2 separate regions of the Canis lupus genome follow, and region 2 is linked to region 1. Evidence: chromatin contacts called from public Hi-C data. All regions are on one chromosome and are shown on one strand. The core of a region is the stretch at or near the end of the contact, and the rest is flanking DNA. Distances in the headings are between cores, read along the strand shown. Region 1 holds the start of COX18 (cytochrome c oxidase assembly protein COX18, mitochondrial). Region 2 holds the start of ANKRD17 (ankyrin repeat domain-containing protein 17).

The links. Hi-C and Micro-C count contacts between places; a contact is called where the count stands out from the background.
Region 2: a contact with region 1 is called in a Hi-C map of blood, with 2.2 times the contacts expected there. The contact joins the promoter of ANKRD17 here to the promoter of COX18 in region 1. A contact is called at or near these places in 3 of 9 Hi-C or Micro-C datasets (amygdala and blood).

The regions. Positions count from the first base shown.
Region 1 is chr13:62,944,999-62,949,379 of UU_Cfam_GSD_1.0, forward strand. It overlaps COX18 (cytochrome c oxidase assembly protein COX18, mitochondrial), which reads right to left and starts at 2,371. Exons shown (of 6, transcript XM_038556301.1): 1 at 2,043-2,371; 2 at 1-45. The coding sequence starts at 2,363.
Region 2 is chr13:63,104,119-63,108,534 of UU_Cfam_GSD_1.0, forward strand. It overlaps ANKRD17 (ankyrin repeat domain-containing protein 17), which reads right to left and starts at 2,196. Exons shown (of 33, transcript XM_038556309.1): 1 at 1,585-2,196. The coding sequence starts at 2,031.

The DNA.
Region 1 (4,381 bases), core at 1,121-3,620:
AAGATGCCTTGCAATGTTTTTTATTTCTGGCTGTAAATTTTCCACCTAGCTAAAGAAAAAGCAAAATTTGTTAGAAGTACATAAAGGATCTTTATTCATAACCACTCATCATTTTACTCTCTATTCCTCTTACTGAAAAAATGTGGTTTACTGATCATCTGAAAAAAAAAAAAAAAATTTAAGTCTAAGCATAAGGTCATTCATTTGCTTACGGTATCTTCAGTCACAACGAAACTCAAATTCCAGCCTATACTCTTAGCTATGCGAGTTATTTAAGCTCTAATACCCCGTTCCCTCATATATAAAATGTCTAACAGCACCTACTTCACAGAATTATTATAAGGATTAAACAAGAACTGAACCCTACACTTTAATGTTTCATCCCTGGACTTCTGAGTAACATAAAGTGGAAAAACATTAAGTCTATATTAAGACTGTAACCACAGAGTCACAAAAAGTCTGCATTTATTTCCGCCGTGTTAATTCTTTCTGTAAAGTGCCTCGCTGCCTCGATGGTGCTGATGATTTCCTTTGTTTCTGGGTCCCCCATCCCTAAAAAACAGTCTGAAAACACGAAAACCATTATTTTTCGAAGCCTCTCCTTTGAATGATATTTTGCTTTCAAAGCCCTTTAACTCCCGTTATCTGACTTGATCTCATAGCATCGTGAAGGGGGCCAGGAAACTATTACTATCCTGATTCCACAGAAGAGAAAGAAGCACTGAAGGCCAAGCGGGCCTCTGGCTGGGGCCAACGAGAGCGGTAGGTGACACAGCCTGAAAAAGGAATCACGTTCGCCCACGGCTGTAGCTTAGCAGGGCTTTTTTCTAGTTAAGAGAGATGAACTGGGATACTTGGGGACAAAAGATGCTGCAGGCCTACGGGCTGCCACAACCTTCAAGACGGCAATTCTACAAGTTTCTCCGTACACACAGCGACTTCTACCGATTCCTCTGTCTTTCTCGTTCTCTAACAAACAGCAAGCTCAGTGACCGCTTGGGCTTAGAGCACAGACCTAGTAGGGGAAAGAAATGACAGGCACATGCGTCACGGAGCATCTCTGGATTCACGTATCCAGTGCTCGATAGATTTCTGATTAAGAAGGTGGTCGTGGGGGATCGATCCCTGGTTTGGCGCCTGCCTTTGGACCAGGGCGCGATCCTGGGGTCCCAGGATCGAGTCCCACGTCGGGCTCCCGGTGCACGGAACCTGCTTCTCCCTCTGCCTGTGTCTCTGCCTCTCTCTCTCTCTGTGTCTCTCATAAATAAATAAATAAATAAATAAATAAATAAGTAAGTAAATAGATAAATAGGTAAATAGGTAAATAGATAAATAAATAACAAAAAATAAATAAAAAATAAAAAGTAAAAATAAACAAATAGATAAATAAGCAAATAGATAAATAAATAAAAATAAAAAATAAAAATAAATAAATAGATAGATAAATAGATAAATAAATAGATAAATAAAGATAAATAGATAGATAAATAAATAAATAAAAACAAATAAATAGATAAATTGATAAATAATAAATAACAAATAAAAATAAAAAAAATAAATAAATAAAGATAAATAGATAAATAAACAAATAAATAGATAAGTAGATAAATAAATAACAAATAAAAATTAAATAAATAGATAAATAGATAAATAGATGGATAGATAGATAAGTAGATAAATAAATAAAGATAAATAAATAAATAATAAATAAAAATAAAAATAAATAAATATTCAAATAAATAAATAGATAAGTAGATAAATAAATAATAAATAACATAAAAATTAAATAAATAAATAGGTAGATGGATACATAGATAAATAATAAATAACAAATAAAAAATAAAAAATAAAATAATAAATAGCTAGACAGACAGAAGGCGGTCGCGAGCTTCACGCCGCGCGGGGCAGATGCAGGGGGCGGGGTCGGGTCGGGGTCGGGGTCGGGTGTTCCTGCCGCGGGCGCCCCCGCCGGCCCCCACCGGCCCCCGCCGGCCCTCACCAGCCCTCACCGGCCCTCCGGGCGCAGGCCGCGCGCCGCTCACCTTGGCCAGGATGTAGTGCTGGTAGGCGGCCAGGGGCAGCGTGACGGCGCCGCGGAGGGCCACGGTGCCGAGCCCGATGCAGGCCCACCAGGGCAGGCCCGCGGCGGCGTGCAGGCCGAGCAGCATCTCCTCCGCGCCCCGCACCGGCGCCGACGCGGCCAGGGCCTCGTACCAGCCGCCAGGGCCGCCAGGGCCGCCTGGGCCGCCTGCCGACCCCGACGCCACCGCCCGCGCCCACTGCGGACACCGGCCGCCGCCCGCGGGGGTGGGCGCCGCGAGCCGCGGCCTCCGCAGCCGCCCAGCGCCCAGCCGGCACAGCATGTCGGCGCCAGGGCTCCGCCAGACGTCGACGTCACAGAGCAGCGCCGGCTGCGCTTCGCTCGGCCTCGGCCCCGGCCCCGGCCCCCACGCGCACGCGCGCCCTCTCTCGGCACCCTCGACCTTCGCCAGCCGGCCAGTGGCGTCGGCGTCGCACGGGCGATGACGCATCGGTAGGGAAGCCCCGCCTTTCCCACGCGGCACGGGGCAGGCCCACTGCGCAGACGCTGCACTGCCCGCGGCGGGCGGGGAGCCCGGGGGGGGGGGGGGGCGGGGCTGCCGCCTGCACTGCGGCCGGGCGTGGCTCGAAGCCCTCGCCTCGCAGGCCGCGTTCAGCGCGTGCATCCTTTTTCAACCGGTCCGATCGTGTGGTTTGTGGCCGGTTAAACTGCGCAGGTGGTTTTCCTGCCCGGAGGGCGCCCCCCCCCCCGCCCCCCGCCCCCCCCGCGCGCAGCCCGGTGACATCTGCCGGAGACGGAGGTGACAGCGCGGCGGGGCCCACAAGGGGCATGGGTCGTGCACCGGGCGTAGTGCGGCGCGCGCTGTAAGGCCTCACTGGCTCCCCTGTTTCCATTTCCAAGCCCGAGTGCACGAGCGCACACCGGGTGCGCAGTGGTGCTTCCTCCCCTGCAAAGAGCGCAGCCCAGCAGGAGTGCTGGACGCCAGAGCATCTCCTCCAGGGGCGGGGTGAACTCCTCCTGGAGCGTACGTCTGCCCCACGTAAAGGACCCAGAACACCTTGTCTTCGGATTAGCAGAAATACGGCCAAATCTGCTTGCACTGGTTTGGAGTTGTGTGTTCCTGGAAAGAGTGTGCATCGATCACGGAAGGGCCACCCCGAACCCTAGAGCCCGGACTGGGTCTGCGCGGAGCCAGACGTTGGTTGAAACAAGCCTCCCGCCAGCGCTGGGGCAATGCGGACCTGCCAACGAGGTGCATCGCGCACCGACACGAGTTCTGAAACGTGTTCAAACACACAAGGCCCAACTTCTGTATATGTAGCTGTTCCTTTTTAAAAGAAAAGGCGACACCGGTCTGTATCCCTACCCATCCAAGTTAGAAAAGGCGACCGGGGGCGCCTTCGTCGCTCCGTGGTTCCACTCGCTTTTGCTTCCACGCGCGGTGGACGCCGAGGAGTCCGCTGGAGGATGCTCCTCTCCCTCTGTTCCTCCTCCCACTCATGTCCTCTCCCAAATAAATGAATAAAAGAATTCTTTAAAACATTAAACATTCTTTAAAAGAATGTTTAAAAAGAAACCAAAACAAGCAAAAAAAAGCAAAAAAGGAAGCAACCGATCGCTAGTGACTACTGCGTTAAAGCGGAAACAAGTTTTAAGTGCAAATATCTTGGCCTAAAGACTGTGGGAGTAAAGAAGCAAGTGCTTACGCTGCTGCATTCCTCTCCTTCCAGAGAACTGAGGTCACTGGAAGTTGGTGCTTCCATGGTTAGCACTGAAGCCTCGGGACTCTGATGTTTTAATATCCATAGGAGAAAAGGAGTGGATTAGGTCCGCCTTTTCTGGAGTTACATATTGTCATTTCAAAGTGTTCCATTGCTCTAAGTTTCAATATTGTGATCTAAATAAAATTCATGAATATTTAACTTCTGCTAATTTCATATATATTAATATGTATTTCTGAATTCATGGAATAGGGATGATCAGAACTTATCCACTTTGTAAAGAACGTTGGGGGAAGGATTTGTCAGTTATAAAGCTCAATACAAAAGGAGGGTTAGCACTAATGTATATACTACTTACCCAAAATTGTGGGAACTCTTGAGTTGCAGAGTACAATATGAAATGACCGTACATTGAACGGACCAACTGATAATTTGTCAACTCTAACATTGCAAGTGAACTTGTGCAGCATATTGGATTTTTTTTTAAATTTCAACATAATTAGTCTGCTTGTCTTTATTATGTCACACAACTATTTTTTTTTTTTTTTTACTTTAAGCTCCTTAAAAATAAAGACTTTCACTTTCTTCTTGCAGTTTCTGAAATTCTTAACCCATCAAT
Region 2 (4,416 bases), core at 946-3,445, 160 kb after region 1:
AAGTGCAGCCCAAGTAACACACTATACTGAAAGGCCCAACTAAAACCAATACAGAATCTACCAATACAAACCTATTCTTGGAATTCAACAGGATAACGGAATAGCAGGGAATGTCCATCTTTTTGGTATACATACTTGAACTATTACATCTCTACCTGTCTAACTTCATCCAATCTGAGGTAAAAGAATCTGGTCTTCCAATAGAGGACAAGTCTCAAACTCGCATTTCTCTACTGGAACGGAACTAAAGATCCAATAGTACAATTTTCAAAAAAAAAAAAAAAAAAAAAAAAAAAAAAAAAAAAAAAACCAAGCCTTGCACCAAGATAAACTCTGTGGAAGAGAATAATGGCAAGTGATGCTTCTAGATAATTCAGTTGTTCTCTTACAACTCAGATTTAAAATCAGCCTTTCAGGTTATTTTTCCTTCTGCTGCCTTAAGTTACAACTTCATTCTCCGAATCGAGATTTTCCTAGCTTCCATTTCAGGGAGTGGACGAGAGAGTTACAAAAGAGCTGATAGTAAGGCTCTTATTTTTCGTCAGTATGGTATGTTTTACTGAGCTTTTGGGTTCTATGTGGCCTTTGAAGAATAAGGTCCTGCAACGCCGCCTGTCTGTGGACCCAGGAAAAATTATAAACAGTTATGAAACCAGATCACTAGGACAAACCAAGAGGCCTTCCTATTCCAACTCACCACAACCAAGGCTGGCTTCAACGCACTGTTTAGCTGCCCCACATTATCTGGAAAACGACAGAGCCTGGCTTTACTTTTTCCTTAGTAAGGAAGCATCTGAAGATGCACAGGTATGCACGTGTAGGAGTCAAACGCATTTTTCAGCCGCTGAGTTGCGTATGGATGTGTATGCATCTAAAATCAGTTCACCCTTGATCCATCCAAAACCCTTGAGGGATCAAAGAACTAAAAGCTACTTCAGCAGCCACAACTAATCATGAAAAGAAGAAGAAGAAAAAAAAAAAAAAAAGCAGCAGCCTGCAGCAGAACAGTATGGAAAAGTACAGCTTCTCACGTGTTTCTCACACACACAGATACTTCTTAGCTCTGAGTCCGTCGCAACCTTTCTTCCCTCCCCTCAGAACTGCTCCCTTCCACCTCGCAAGTGGGAGAATCCATCCACCAAGCTCCTGGCCATTCCGCGAGAGACCCAGCTGCCTATTATCCTCTCCCTCCCGTTCCGGCCCCGCCCCCGCCCCCGCCCCCGCCCCCGCCCCCGCCCCAGGAGTTACACGGCCCTACTGACCCCAGGCGGACCCCGCCGGGTGAGCACACGGGGATCTAACCAGCTCCTCACGCTTAACCGCGTGGAGGGAGCATCCTAGCGCCAGCAGCGGGTCATCCAAGCCCGTGGGCCCCGCGGCCTCCCGCCCCCACGTGTCAGCTACCCTCCCCCACATCCCCACGCCTCGCGACTTAGGCCGGGGCGGAACGGGGACAGCGACGGCCGCGCCACCGAGGGGCAGGAGCCCACGAGAACGTGTCCCGCCGCGAGTCCCCTCCCTCCTCCGGCCCCTGGGCCCTGTACGGTCCCTTCCTCCCTCCTTCCTTTGAAACCAGGCCCTTGCCTCAGAAACCTCCTCTTCCTCGTCGTCGTCGTCCTCCTCTTCCTCGCTGTTGTTGCTGCTGGTGCCGCCGCCGCCGCCGCCGCCTCCGCCGCCGCCGCCGCCTCCGCCGCCGCCGCCGCCGCCGCCGCTGTTGTCGCTGTCGCTGCTGCTTTCGCTGCTGCTGGGGGGTCGGCAGGTCCGGTTGCGCTTGGCCTTGTGGTGTTGCTGCTGCGGCGGCTTCTTCTTCAGGAGCAGGTCGCAGACTCGCACCATCCCACGAGGAGAGGAGGCCGAGCGAGCCCCGCCGCCGCCGCCTACGCCGCTGCCGACCTCCGCCGCCGCCGCCGCCGCCGCCGCCACCGCGGGGGGGCCCGCCACGGCCGCCACCGCCACCGCCGGGGGGCTCCCTTCTACCTCAGCCGCCGCCGCCGCCGCCGCCGCCGCCGCCGGAACCGTCGCCTTCTCCATCCCCAGGGAAAGAGGGAGGGCGCGGGCGGGGGAGGGGCGCGGGGGCTACGCTCTACCGCGACTTCGGCCGCACCGGGGCCGCACAGCGCTCGGGGCCGCCTCCGCCGCCACCGCCTCGGTCACCTCTACTGCCGCCGCCGCCGCCGCCGCTCCGCCAGCTCTCACCTCGTCTCGCGATACTAAGGGCGGGGAGCCTGACGGAGGGAGGGAGGGGGAGGGACGGGGAGGGAGGGGGGAGTGGGGGGGGGGCGAGGCGTGAAGGGAGACCGGGTGTCGGGAGACCGCGAGAAGGCGAGGGAGGGCAGCCCCGGGCGGCCGCCGATGCGGGGCGGCGGGGACAGAGGAGGCCCGCGGGCGTTGTCGCGGAGCCCGCGGGCGCCCGGATCGCTTCCCCTCGCTCGCTATTTCCCCCACACATCCAGCGCCTCAGACCTCCCTTCCTCCTTCCTCGCTGGGGACTAGAACGCAGCCGCGGCCGGAAGTGCGGGTGACGCCATCAGCCGTCGCCCGAGCGGAGGCGCGCGGGCGCCCGAGAGACGAACGTGAGTGAGATCGAGCGCGCGGTCCCGACGCTCCCGTGAGCGGACGGCGGCGCCGCCGGGTCCAGGTGGGCCGTCGTGCGGAGACGTACTTTTATTCCTGGCCTTTTTTTTTAAATTTATATTTATTTTTATTTTATTTTTTTTTGGTGCTTGTTTGTTTGTGTCCCCCACCGCCGACTCGTGGTAAGGACTTTGGGTCTCTGAGAGACGGCGTCGTGCAAGGGAAGGAGCCCTCTCGGCCGCGTACGCTTCCTGGACCTGGGTGTCCCGTTGCGCGGTGGGAAGGAGTCCGGTTCGGTGATGCCGGAGACGGCGACGACTTCGAGGTTTCCAGGAAGCAGGGAGGAGGCAGGACGAGACGGTCCGCCGCGCTTTGGGGATGCTCCACGGAACGGCCGAGCAGTCCTTCCACCCCGCGCCGACTCCGCCTTTCCCTGCGGAGCGGGCGTTATCGGTCCTCGCGTTTGTGTGAGCATCTCCGGGAGGCAGCGTCGTGAAGGCGGGTCTCGAGTTCCACTTGTACATCCACGGAGGACTTCAGGACTGTCGGCGTCAGAGCGTGGCTTATCGGACTCGGAATCATTCCCCTGCTGGTACCGCAAGAGGACAGTGGCGTAGGGAAGATGAAGCAGACGCCCAAGGCAGATGTACTGGCACAGGATTTAAAAAGTACGTCTCAGCTGACACAGTTGCCATTTTAAGACTGCTGAGTTTAATTGAGTGTGCTGCATTTTTTTTTTTTTAGCATTTTTTTTTTTCTTTTTAGCATTGGCATACCATATGAAATGTGGGCAGTTGCCAGTACTCTACAGAGTACTATGGCAGGATTGGCGATGACTGAATCAGTTCATTCAAACAGAAGTTCATCATGTTCCTACTGTGTGCATAGGTTTTTTTTTTTTTTTTTGGTTTTTTTTTTCTTTTGGTTTTTTTTTCTTTTGGTTTTTTTTTTTTTTTTTTTTTTGCGTTTTTTTTTTTTGGTGTTTTGTTTTGTTTTGTTTTGTTTTGTTTTGTTTTTATCAAAGTCTCTACTTCCAGGGGCTTTTGGTATAGTAAGTGCTGTAGTAAAAGACACACGCTAAGCTGACCATCCACCTGTCCCTCTCCTACAGCAGTGGCTGGGTTCCTGTGCAGAGCCTGACACTGTAGTGTGTATCCCACCCGCTGCAGCTTTAGCTTCTAGAACCTCAGCTGGGTTCCTCCCTCCCACTCTGTATATCCATCCATCAGCACCTTCTTTACCTTCTTTTCCCTTCTCACCAGAATACTTTTTACAGCCTTAAGTCCCGGCCACATTCCGTCGTCGTATGACTTTACTTCAAATGTCAAAAGAAGATTGATGCCCCCCACATCTCTGGTTCCACACCATTTCCTTTCCTTCGCAATTCTTTGAGAGGATTCTGTGCTCAATATCTCTGTGGTCTGAATGTAACTCATTAACCCCTTGCATCCTAACTTCTGTGCCCGTCACACTAGGAAAAGCACTCACTTTAATTCCATTATTAGAAGAAAATAAATTTTTATCTCTTCCATAGTAGCAAAGTGAGCACCTTATTGGGACTAGTAGGATATAGTCAAGCCTGCTCAAATAGAGCCCCTGCAGTGACTTTCTGTTATTTTTATATAGCTTTCGTTGTTGTCGTTTGGTTGGTTGGTTGGTTGTTTTGTTGTTGTTTCTGTGTGTGTCTGTGTTTTTGTTTTTGTTGTTTTTCAGAGCCTTGTGTCAGAGACTGGACTAGCCATTCATGAAACATTTCTTCTTCCTGGACGTATAGCTAGTCTGAATCTCCCAATTTCCTTTGCAAGTTGGAGCCATGTAGATGACTTTTAGCCCGTGAAATGT